2 separate regions of the Sus scrofa genome follow, and region 1 is linked to region 2. The links are chromatin contacts, called in public Hi-C maps. All regions are on one chromosome and are shown on one strand. The core of a region is the stretch at or near the end of the contact, and the rest is flanking DNA. Distances in the headings are between cores, read along the strand shown.

Region 1 (5,932 bases), core at 1,997-4,496, 51 kb after region 2:
AGTAAAATAGAACAATTGCAATAATGTCTTATGATAAAAGTTGTGTGAATACAGTCTTTCTCAAAATATCGTATCCAATGTGTTTTCCTTCTTTTTGATTTAATTTTTTTTCTTTTTATGCACCTGCAGCACATGGAAGTTCCTGGGCTAGGAGGTTGAATCAGAGCTGCAGCTGAGGCCGACACCACAGCCACGGGAACACCAGATCTGAGTGGTAATGATACCTATGCTTACCGCAACATTGGCTCCTTAACCCACTGAGCAAGGCCAGGGATCAGACCCACATGCTCACAGAGACAACATCAGGTCCTTATTCCACTGAGCCACAATGGGAACTCCTGCTTTTTCCTTCTTAACCAAACACTTACCACACACTGTGGCTCTAACTTTTGCAGCTTGAGGCGCGACAACAAAACTAACATGAATTTCCTTTTTCTTCGTAATTTCAAAGATAGAAGATTCATTCTTACCACAGATCTTAGCAACCTCAGTATATACATTTTTCTCCTGTCCTTATTAAGTCATGAACTTTCCCATTTTCACTTAGAGGGAGAATATTGACATATTCGTATCACCAGCACCACTCTTCTGCATTTTGGGGCCACTATTAAGTAAAATAAAGATCACTGGAGTTCCCATCGTGGCGAAGTGGTTAACGAATCCGACTAGGAACCATGAGGTTGCGGGTTTGGTCCCTGCCCTTGCTCAGTGGGTTAACGATCCGGCGTTGCTGTGAGCTGTGGTGTAGGTTGCAGATGCGGCTCGGATCCTGCGTTGCTGTGGCTCTGGCGTAGGCCAGTGGCTACAGCTCCGATTCGACCCCTAGCCTGGGAACCTCCATATGCCATGGGAGCAGCCCAAAGAAATAGCAAAAAGACAAAAAAAAAAAAAAAAAAAAAAAAAAAAAAAGATCACTGAACACAAGCATTGTGATATTGTGACAAATGATCTAACAACCCAGTGGCTATTTAGTGACCCCAGACAGGACATGCTGGACAAAGGGAGGATTGGCATCCAGGCTGCACAAGATTTCATCACGCTACTCAGAACAGTGAGAAATTTGAAGCTTATGAATGGTTTATTCCTGGAATTTTCCATTTCCTAATGTCAGACCATGGCTGACCCAGGGTAACTAAAACCACAGAAAGTGAAGCCTTGGATGAGGGGAGGACTTATTAACTCCATGGCTATGATACACCCTAGGGTGAGGGGGTGACATCTGCCACCTACGGTCAGTCTGCAGCAGGACAAAGCTTCTCTAGGAAGCCTTGGAGATGGAGACTGTGACTCAGACCTCTTGCATCCAACTCAGCTCAGCCCTGCAGAGAACACAGGGATGCTGCCTTTGGGGCCGAGAGCATTGATTCCACCACCCCAACTCTTACAGCAACTCTACTGTTTCTCTAGTACGATTGAGGAGAACTGGAGATGTTCCCTAATTGCCCAAAGTGGGTAGAATTGGGATGGGGGAGGGAAAGACAGAGGGAGGAGGTGAGAGAGGGAGGAGCTTGGGGTTTGAGGCTTGGAGATGTCAGATTTTGTCAACTGCCTTCTGTGAAGGAATCTGACGCACTTCATCTCATTCAGTCCTCCCAAGAGCCATGCAATACAGAGTTCCTAATAAACCCATTTCACAAGAAGAGAAAAATGAGACTCAGAGGGTAGAGAAATGATTCCAGCCACACAGCTCTTACATGAAAGGTCTAGTCCCCCAGCTGGTTTGTCCGATTCCCCAGTCTTTGCTCTTTCCACATTCTCAGGATGCCTCAGAGCCAAGCTAAACATGCCCAGAATGCATGCGAGGCCAGAGAAGAAGGTGGTCAGCCTCAGCATATCAAGCAGAATGTGCCGTGAGAAGAGCCAAGTTCAATCCCAGCTACAGCATCACTGTCTTGGCGAGAAAGTGACCACCTACAGCATCTCCAGTTTGCCTCCCAACATCTTATCCCAGATGTACCAAGTCCTGGCAAGTCTGGTGTCTCTATAAGCACACCATGGAGTCGGGACTTAAACACCATCCCTGACTCTTTGCCCAATCAGCTGAAACATAAAGATATCCCTTTATAGTTTCACAAATTTGACGGGGTGGGGCCATACCCACGGCATGCAGAAGTTCCCAGACCAGGGATCAAACCAGAGCCAAGTCATTAACCAGGAGGCCCTCAGGGAAATCATATAGTTTCCGAAACTCTTTACACTTTGAAGAGTTTCCTGTAGAACTGGACCATTTTCGGAATAAGGTTATCTATAAGTAGTTCCACCACCGTGAGTGAAGGTCAGGTTTGGAAAGAAGTCCCTTTTTCCCTTTCTACCTTTGATTCTTTCTTGACAAAAATGAATAACCACCACAAAGTACACACAGGGTCGGCATGAGGACCCAGTGAAGGGATGTGTCCCATCTTTAAGCCCCCCAGTTAGTTTTCTGCCTGCAGGCAGTGCACCATCCAGCCTTGCTTCCTGGAGGGGTTGTAGGCAAGGAATTAGTCCTTCTGAATTTCTTTTCTTTTTTTTTTTTTTTTTTTTGTCTTTTTAGGGCTGCATCCGTAGCATATGGAGGTTCCCATGCTAGTGGTCTAATCAGAGCTCTAGCCGCCACCCTATACCACAGCCACAGCAACACCAGATCTGAGCTGTGTGTGCAACCTACACCATAGCTCACAGCAACACCAGATCCTTAACCCACTGAGCAAGGCCAGGGATCGAACCCACAACCTCATGGTTCATAGTCGGATTCATTTGCTCTGTGCCAGGACAGGAATTCCAGGTCCCTCTGCATTTCCATGGGCTTCCTTTCATTCAATCCCCACAGCCACCCCTTTGGTGAGAACAACATACTCTTCCCATTTTAGAGATGAGAGACAGCAAGTTTAATGAAGTCCATTAAATGTGGAGCCAGCAAACTTACCCAGCCGCGGAAAGCTCTAGATCTTGAAATCACAGATAGAATACCCCAGAAGCAAGGGAGGCCCATGTGGTCACTACCCCCGGTGGCCCTTGTGGGACAGTGAAGTTCCCTGGGTCTCTAGAGCTGACAGTCAGCCAGCATTCAAACCTTAGGAGAGGGGAACCCCTGGGGGCGGGGGCAAGAAATAAAGGGCTCCATTTGCTGTGGGAAAACATCCCAGACTTGGAATTTTGAAGTATGGCTTTGGATGTTTCCTGGGGATCCTCCTGTGGGCAGAAATGAGGAGGTTCCCTCCAGCAAGAAGCTGGGGAGTCCCATTCTGCAGGCCAGCCCACCTGCTCACAGGTACACATCCACGTGTGCCCAGAGACGCCCCGAGAGGAGCCTCCCACCAACCTTCCTGGAATTCCTCTATGACCACAGGGCAGGGACGGCCATGCACTTGCACCTAAACAAACTTCAAAGTCCTGCTGGCAATGGAAAACTGATTCTGCACTTTGAAAAGAGGCCAAAGGACATTTGATAACAGGGGGAATGACTGTGTGTTCAGAAGTGCACAGGACAGTGTAACATAGAAGGTTCATCCAGGGAGCATGAAAATTATTCAAGGGAGTAAAACTAAAGATCTTTGGTTTACATTGAGTTTTTTAGTCTTAGGATGTGTGGTATGAAGTTCTGATGATTGTGGAAGGCTTGTTTCCTAAGGAGGATGTGAAAATAAATTACCCAAGTTCACACCTGAAGCTATGTGCAAATGCACCTGAGGCTGTGAGCCCCCAGAGAAGCAGTCAGGGTTCCAAGTGGGCCCCAGCTAGCGTGAGACCCTGCCCCAGTGACTCAATGACACTTCAGCTTCTCCATTCCAAGCAGAGCCCATCTGCCTCTCCAAGTGAGAAGACACATATGAAATCATTTTAAGCCTTTCAAAGGTTATCAGGTTATTCATTTTTCCCCCTGATCATTTGTTTCCACGTCTTTAAGAAAAATCTCATGAAAAGGGGAATTTCAATTCACACCAAATCACTGAGCTCCCAGTGTCACCCTGAGAAAGCTATGACTCATCCCAGTTCTCAGGGGCTTTCCTACCTGGTGATTCCACCCCCTCTTTCCTGAAAAGGAAAGAGAAGCACTTACCACCACAGCTCTTGCGCAGGACAACCCTTTTGTCACAAGTCAAATCGTGTAAATTATCTCCACGTTCCATTGGAACGTACCCACCCTTGATTTTGACCCTTGAGAGAAACACTGCCAAGGCTTATGTTTGTAAAATAAATCCCAAGCCTTTCATTTCAACCTAGTTTTCTCCTGTGGCTCTGGGTGCAGGAGTCTGAACTAAAATTCTCAGGAAAGGGAAAATCCCTTCATAAACCCCAAGAGGAGAAAATAGACCAGATCTCCCTTCCTCCCGGGATCCTGTGGTGGACTAGTCTGCCTGAGGCTCTGACCAGCCAACATCTCATTAACACTGAAGGTGCCTGCACCCATATTTCACTGAAAGGCAACACTTTCAATTTTCTTTCATGGAAAGCCATCACCAAACAATTCACCTGCCTGATAGCCTTAAGAAATAAACCAGAATAATATTCTTCTGTCTTTAGAAAGGAAGAAACAGTGTTACAAAGACAGGGGCAGACTATTTGAGTTGTAGAATGGATAAGGACGCACGACTCAGGCCTGATCAATCAGATTATACCATCCCCATGGCCACAGTGACTAGTCCAAAAGGACACACAAGACATGGGCTGGAGAAGTCAAGACTCTTCCTGGGCTCTTTTAGCCAGAAATATCAGGAAGATGATCTTTCCTCATGTGGGTTGTGGTACAAATATAAAATATCCCTTGACTTACCAGTGTCTAATATGCCTACCACATGAAGAGAACCCATTCAAGAGACACAAAGATTAAGGCACATTATTGGCTCCTGGATCTAGCCATGCCTGAAGCTGTTATAGTTCCGAATTTTTCTTTACTAAATTAGGAGCCAATAGATTCACCCCCCCCCCATATGCTAGTTTGTGAATAGCTGTTACTTGCAAATGAAAACAAATTTACTGGAGTTCCCATTGTGGCTCAGAGGAAACGAATCCAACTAGTAACCATGAGGATTTGGATTTGATCCCTGTCCTCACTCAGTGGGTTAAGGATTTGGCATTGCCATGAGCTGTGGTGTAGTTCGCAGATACGGCTCAGATCCCACGTTGCCATGGCTGTGGTGTAGGCTGGCAGCTGCAGCTCCAATTCGATCCCTAGCCTGGGAACTTCCATATGTCTCAGGTGCAGCCCTAAAAAGCAAAAAAAAAAAAAAAAAAAAAAAAAAATTTACCAATACAACTTCTCAGTTGTAAGTAAGATTACATATAAAAAGCCTATTCATATGTATATCTTCATCATGATTCAGAAAAAAAAAGTGGCCTAGATGAAAATTACATAAATTAGAAATCTTGAAATATTACCTTTATAAATATGCTGACAGAAACTGCCTGCTCATTCCATCTAAACTGGAAGTTAGTCCTTGGTTGAATTGTAGTCAAAATAGGGGCTTTCCAAATCTGGATGTATAATAGGATTTTGCTATTTTGAATGCTACCCAAAGGAAATACTCCCAAAGTAGAGAATGCTCCGTGGACTCACTCAGCCCTTTAATTCAAGAAGAGAAAAATGTTTATTGCTGTGAAGCTATAAAAACACTTCCGAGAAACTGAAGTCACAGTTTTCTGGAAAAATCCAACTGCTGCTTTGCACCAAGATGTGTTATTAATAAGGAGGTCATGAAAGCATGGCGGTGTGTGCTAGTCTGCTGTTACTCGTGGGCCAGGATTCTCAAGGTGCCCACACACACACACATACACATACACACACACACACACACACCCAATTCACTACAGAGCATGTTAGACGTTTTCATAATCACAGGCATCTGCTTACTGAACAATGCATGAGAGAGGCTGCCATAGACACTGTCCTAACCATGACCTTGCAAGGCACCTGTTCCAATAGAGACACCCCAAGAAGGGTAAGTGTGACAGT
Region 2 (6,134 bases), core at 2,933-5,432:
ACTTCAGCACTCAAACAAATATGAGTTCAATTGCATCTTTAAAAGAACTATCCCATCAACTAGCATTTCCCTTCTTTGAGAATCATTATCATTTCAGCACAATGAAACATGAAGAAGTTTGGGAGCCCAGTGGACCCAGGTTCAAATCCTGACTCTGTTATTCATCTGCCACCAGCTTGAGACGGTGCCTTCCTATTTCTGCTGGCTCTATGCCCCATCTTCCTCTGGCAAAGTGGAAAATGGTAAAACGTGTGTACGGAGCATTGGTAACATGTGTAAAGCACCCAGCCATGGAGAGCAGGAGCTGGAAGACGGCTGAGCCTATTACCATCCAGAGTTCTTGGCCTCCTTAATGAATAGAAATTGCTAAAACACCAGGCAAGAAGCTCAGGTAAGGCTTTATTGGGGCCCCAGCTGCAGGGGGCAGGGGGAGGGGGGAACAAAAACAAACAACAGTTTCCCTTGTTGGCTTAGATGGTCTGCCACCCCTTTGGTGGTATTGCAGGGGGCATGCTTTTGCTCTTGGTTCTTCAGAAGTGGCAGCTGGGGTATTAGTTTTTTTTTTTAATCCTCCTGCCTATAATTTGCCCCAACTGCACAGGGCACGTAGTTATTTTTAGTCCCTTATACTTTCTTTGTATTGGGTTGCTGGAAGAGATGTCTGTCCAGGTACAAGCATTGCATCCACTGCAGCAAGGGTCCCAAGTCCCACCCCTGTCTACACCACTGTGATCTGGCCTTGTCTCCATTTCCAAGCTCCTTCCCACTCACTTAGCCCCTACCTACAGACCTTCTTCAGCCCCTCAGCAGGGCTCAAATGCCTCTGTTCCCTCTGCCTCAGACCTCACCCTTCCTCTCAAGGACCCTCCATCACCAGGCAATACAGACCCAGCCCTTAGCCACTGTCCCAGCAGCTGTCTGTGTCTTTCGTGGTGCTTATCCTTATAAGTACACCTCAAGCTGCCGCCAGCTGCTGTGGATGACCCTTGAGGGCAGCATCCAGATAGCCTTCCCCTACTGTGGCATCCCACAGACACCCATAAGGCCTCAAAAAATAATTGTCATGATCACGACTGGCTTCAAAATAATCCCAATGCCACCATACACCTATGTGAATGGCCAAAATCCGCAGCACTGACAGCAGGTGCTGCCAAGGATATGGAGCAACAGGACCCCTCCTTCACAGCTGGTGGGAAGGCAAAAAGGTGTGGCCACTTTGGAAGACAGTCTGATGGTTTCTCCCAAAACTAAACCTGCACTGCTGTACAATCCAGCAATTACACACCTTGATATTTACCCAAAGATGCTGAAAAATTACATCCACACAAAAACCTGCACGGGGATGTTTATGGAAGCTTTATTCACAATTGTCAAAACATGGAAGCAACCAAGGGGCCATTGAGTAGGTGAATGGTTAAATCAGCTGTGGTCCATCCAGACAACAGGATGTTATTCAGCGCTGAAAAGAAATGAGCAATCGAGCCATGAAAAGACCTGGAGAAACCTTCAGTGCATATTACTAAGTGAAAGGAGTCAGTCTGAAAAGCTACATAATGTGCAATTCCAATTACATGACATTCTATGAAAACACGGAAGCAATAAAAAGATCAGGGGTTGCCACAGTAACAGCGGGAGAAGGTATAGAATAGGAAGAGGACTGAGGACTTGTAGGGCAGTGAAAATATTCTGTATGACATGCTAAGGGTGGAAAAATGTCATTGTATGTTTGTCAAAACACTCAGATGGTCACCAAGAGTGAACCTTAAGGTAAACTATGGACTTTGGAGGAGGATGTGTCAATGTTGGCTCATCAGTTGTAACAAATATCCCACTCTGGGAGGGGAATATAACAGAGGAAGTTATACACATGTGGGGCAGAAGGTATGTAAGAATTCTCCATACCTTCCCCTCAATTTTGCTCTGAACTTAAAATTGCTCTTTAAAAAATCATGTCTAAAAACTGCAGTTATGATGTGAGATATGAAAAATTCAAAAACATACTGAGTTAAACTTTTCCCCCTATAAAATCACCAAACTTAAAAAAATTAAAAAAAAAAAAAAAACCAGTTTACTAGTATACTGTGTTGACAGGTGCATGGGGAAACATTCTCTCAAACATTCCGGGCAGAGGTGTTCATTGGTATAACCTGGTGGGAAGTAGGTGGGCAGTTCTGAAATTTATATCAAATCACAAATGCACATAGCCTTTGACTCAGCAGTGCCACTTCTAGGAATTTAGCTAACAATTAAGCTTACGGGCACTTCTGCAAAATGACACAGGCAAAGCTGTTTGTTATTCATTGCAACATTGGTTGTAACAGCAAAAGACTGCGAACAATTGAAAAGTTGCCAAAAGGCTACAAAGCAGCAGGTTAGATACAGACATGGAAGAGGGTACATACAGAAGAGGTGTGTGTAATGGGTAATTTTACATGTTGGTTGGACTGGGCCAGGAGATGCCCAGAGAGCTGGTTAAACCTTGCTTCTGAGTGTATCTGTGAGGCTGTTTCTGGAAATAATCAGCACCTGAAGTGGTGAACTGAGCGAAGCTGATAGCCCTCCCCAGCAAGGACAGTCCTCATTCCAATCCCTTGGGGGCCTACACAGAGCAAAAGGCAGAGGAAAGTTGAATTAACTCTGTCTGCCCTCTTGAGCTAGGACATCAATTTCTCCTGCCTTTGGTACCCTGGTTCTTAGGCCTTCAGACTGGACAGGAGTCTACACCATCGCTCTCTGGATCTCAAGCCTTCTAACTACACTACCTACTCTCCTGGGTCTATAGCCTGTAGACGGCAGATCCTAGAACTTTTTAGCCTCCATAAATGGCATTGAGGCAGCCCATACCTTATAATAACTCTTTCTTTATAGATAAGAGATAGATAGATAGACAGACAGATAGACACATATACAAACAATACATCTATTTCCTGTTGACTCTACAGAGGGAGAACCCTGACTGATACAGTGTGAAGAAACTATTGACGAGTCACCCATGTATGAGAAAGAGGGAATGATTTCACTGAATAGCCTCTTTAAGGCCTTTTAAATTGTGTTATCTATTCAAAAGCACACAAACTTTGTGTTTTCGTTCAAAAAAAAGTCTGAGTTCTAAAACCTTAATGGAAAGTCTAACCGAAAAATAAGTAAAGTACTATTTCAAATTATAGTCTTAAATAAAATTTTTTAAGAAAAAAAATGTAATGCACACCTACATAAGGTCTGGCAAACAATTAATACTAAATAAATGTTGTTGAATTAACAAAAAAAAAAACTTATATTCTTCAAGTTATATTCCTATCCCCATTTTAGAACCTGAACAACTAGCAAAAATAAGACAGGTGAGTTTCCCAGGAGAAAATGAAGCTAGGCCTCTCCAGACTTCACCCCAGCCTTCTGGATGGTCCTGCCAGGGAATACACGGCCTGAAAATGAACTCCAGGTACCATTTCAACTTGACCGACAAAGAGTCAGGGACAGATTGACAGACCCCTGGAGCCCCTGAATGAAAGGATTACTTGGCTGAGGTTCAAGCCTCAACAGTTCCCAGTGCAACAGAATTGGACCTTCAGCATCTCTGGATCAGCACCCAGTTGTCACCAGCACAGCACATGGGCTAGGAGGCTAAATGGACTTGACGTGGATGGACGGCTGTCTTAGCCCTCACTGGTTCCTTTGGGTCACTTACTGAACTGCTCAAAGTCTCAGTTGGTCTGATTCTAGAGCTGGAACAATGGCACCAGTCTTACAACGTTGTGAGAAAGGCTAGAGTCAGTGGCTGGAAAGAACCCAGAATAGTGCACGTTCCTTAGTAGGAACTCAGTAATGTGGACTCCATACCCAAGGGCACAGCACAGACATCGTCAGCCATCCCAAACCACAGTCATCATCTCTCAAATTCAGCAACCTGTGGACTCCAGAGTGAGACTGCTTCATGAATCCCAACCCCACACTAACCACTGATGTGACTTGAGGTAAATCACAATCACATCCCTGGGCTTCCGTTTCTTAACCTGCAAAGTGAGGTAATAATAAAGACCACCTCAAATAGGAGCTCTTAGAACCAGGTCTCACACATTGGAAGTGCTTCCTTAGTTATGTGCCATCATCATGACTTATTCAGCACCAGATCCAAACCATTGCCCAATGGGCACTTGGTGCTGATTTTAACAGCTGACCACTGAGCTAACAGTCAGGGAGAAACTCTATACCCCTGAAAGTATAAAGCTTTGCATACTCATGCCAAGTCCATAAGCCTTGTACTCACAAAAGCTGCCACCTGTTTTCCTGGTTCTACCCTGGGTTTGTATTCATTTGCTTAACAGCCATTAAGAGCTTTAAAGTTTTACTGAGTAGAAACAGAAACCGACCCACACTCAATTAAATGAATAAAATAATTAACATGCCCCAGAAAAGCTCCATTTTTAAATCCTCTATAATTCCTTTTGGGGATAGTCATTTCCCTGCAAAGTTGGGTAAAAACATTCCTAGGTCCCTTCCACTGACTCATTCGAGAAATGTTTCTCAAGCCCCCACAGGGTGTCAGGCCACAAACCAGGCCCTGGAGAAAGGAACACAGCAAACCCGCCCCTGTCTTTGAGAAGCTCTCACTGGGGATCAGAGCAAAGCAAGTGAATGGTGACAATGCAATATGAAAAGAATGGCATGTTATCCCATATGCAAATGAGATAAATAAGCAACACAATAAACCCATTTTTAATCTAAAGTATATCCAGGTGCTGCTGACTCTCAGAACTAAGCAATATGTTGTCACACACCCCTTTCCCAGTTTAGAATTAGGAAACACTATCCAAACTTTGGCATACAGCTCTCTAAAAGCTGAATATCCCATAAGGTGAAAATATAAACTGCATATTAACAATAATAGTCATAGTACCACTCGGTATTTTTTACTTTATTTCTATTTAAAGAACTTTCTTCTAGCCCTCTTCTGTTCCCAGTACAATCCTGTGGTGAGAGGGAAAGTCAGCCCTTATCTCTAAATTTTATAGCTAAAAAGGAGATACAATCATAAAGACTGAGGTTTGCCCGAGGTTGTTCAAATGGTAAAAATCAGAGCAAAAGCATCTGATTCCCCCACACTCTCTGCAGACCTGCTGAGAGACATCGAATGAGATCAAAGACCTCAGAAATTAGGTTGACAAAAGTTGCTATGAGCGAGAACGGGTTTGATAATGAGTAACCAAAAAAGACAAGAAGTTGAACCTAGAGGAAGAGAGTAAGAAACCAGAAGGTTTCACCCCCAAAAAGTGTCCTGAACACAAATGAAGACAAGATACTCTTTGCCAGTTATCAGATTAGCACACTTAAAAATAAGTAAATAAAACCCAGCCGGTGAAAGTGTGGGGAAGTGGTGTCTATACAGTGCTGGAGGGTATGTACACGAATGCACTTTCCTAGAGGAATTCAGTAACAGAATCAAGAGCTTCAAATATACTTTCGCCCTTTGACCTCTGGGATTTTATTCCAAGGAAATATCAGGAAGAGATGCATAGGTTTCCCCCCCAAGGATGTTTGTTTTGGTAATGTTAAGAAGTGAAAAGACAGAAATCAAATATCTACCAACATGATTCAGCAAATCATCTGTGGAGGAAGAAATTCATTAGCATGGCAAGATGCTTTGCTGAAAGGGAAAAGCAGATAGTAAAACAGAATGGACAGTCTGAGCATGCTTTTTCCAAGATGTAAATGCATTCAGAGAAACCATACCCACCAAAATATTAGCAGTATCTATCTCACAATATTAGGTTTTGATGTTTCACCTTCTTCATTCATCTCTATGTATTCTTTCTTTATTTTTGACTGTGAGTATGTGCTATCTGTATACACTTTTAAAGGCATTCAAAATACTTAAGAAAGGTATCTTAGCCATTCTTTAACCTTGCCTGTGGAGTTTCTCTACTAAGCAAGTTAACAATGCCCCAAAGGATTAGTGGGTTAAGACTGTAAACTGAATGTTAAGTAGAGACAGGTCATAAGCATTTTTTATAATTCATCACTACATGTCAATAGATGATTAAAGAAGATGTCACACACACACATGCACACACACAGTGGAATATTACTCTGCCATAAAAAAGAATCAATTAATGCCATTTGTAGCAGCAACATGTATA

Evidence for each region. A called contact is a pair of places that touch in the nucleus more often than the background predicts.
Region 1: a contact with region 2 is called in a Hi-C map of embryonic fibroblasts, with 2.5 times the contacts expected there. The contact joins the promoter of IL1R1 here to the enhancer-like site in region 2. A contact is called at or near these places in 1 of 5 promoter capture datasets (liver), 13 of 47 Hi-C or Micro-C datasets (adipocytes, embryonic fibroblasts, fetal liver and 4 more) and 1 of 2 datasets of contacts at active chromatin or transcription factors (skeletal muscle).

What each region holds. Positions count from the first base shown.
Region 1 is chr3:52,331,488-52,337,419 of Sscrofa11.1, forward strand. It overlaps IL1R1 (interleukin-1 receptor type 1), which reads right to left and starts at 3,247. Exons shown (of 13, transcript XM_021087128.1): 1 at 2,906-3,247.
Region 2 is chr3:52,279,354-52,285,487 of Sscrofa11.1, forward strand. All of the region lies in intron 1 of IL1R1 (interleukin-1 receptor type 1), which reads right to left. Among named protein-coding and RNA genes, the nearest start is that of IL1R1, 52 kb to the right of the region's middle. Within about 2 kb of position 4,183, at least 8 of the 83 cell types and tissues checked have an H3K27ac peak or open chromatin away from gene starts, as enhancers often do. A contact at or near this core is called in embryonic fibroblasts, where this site is marked.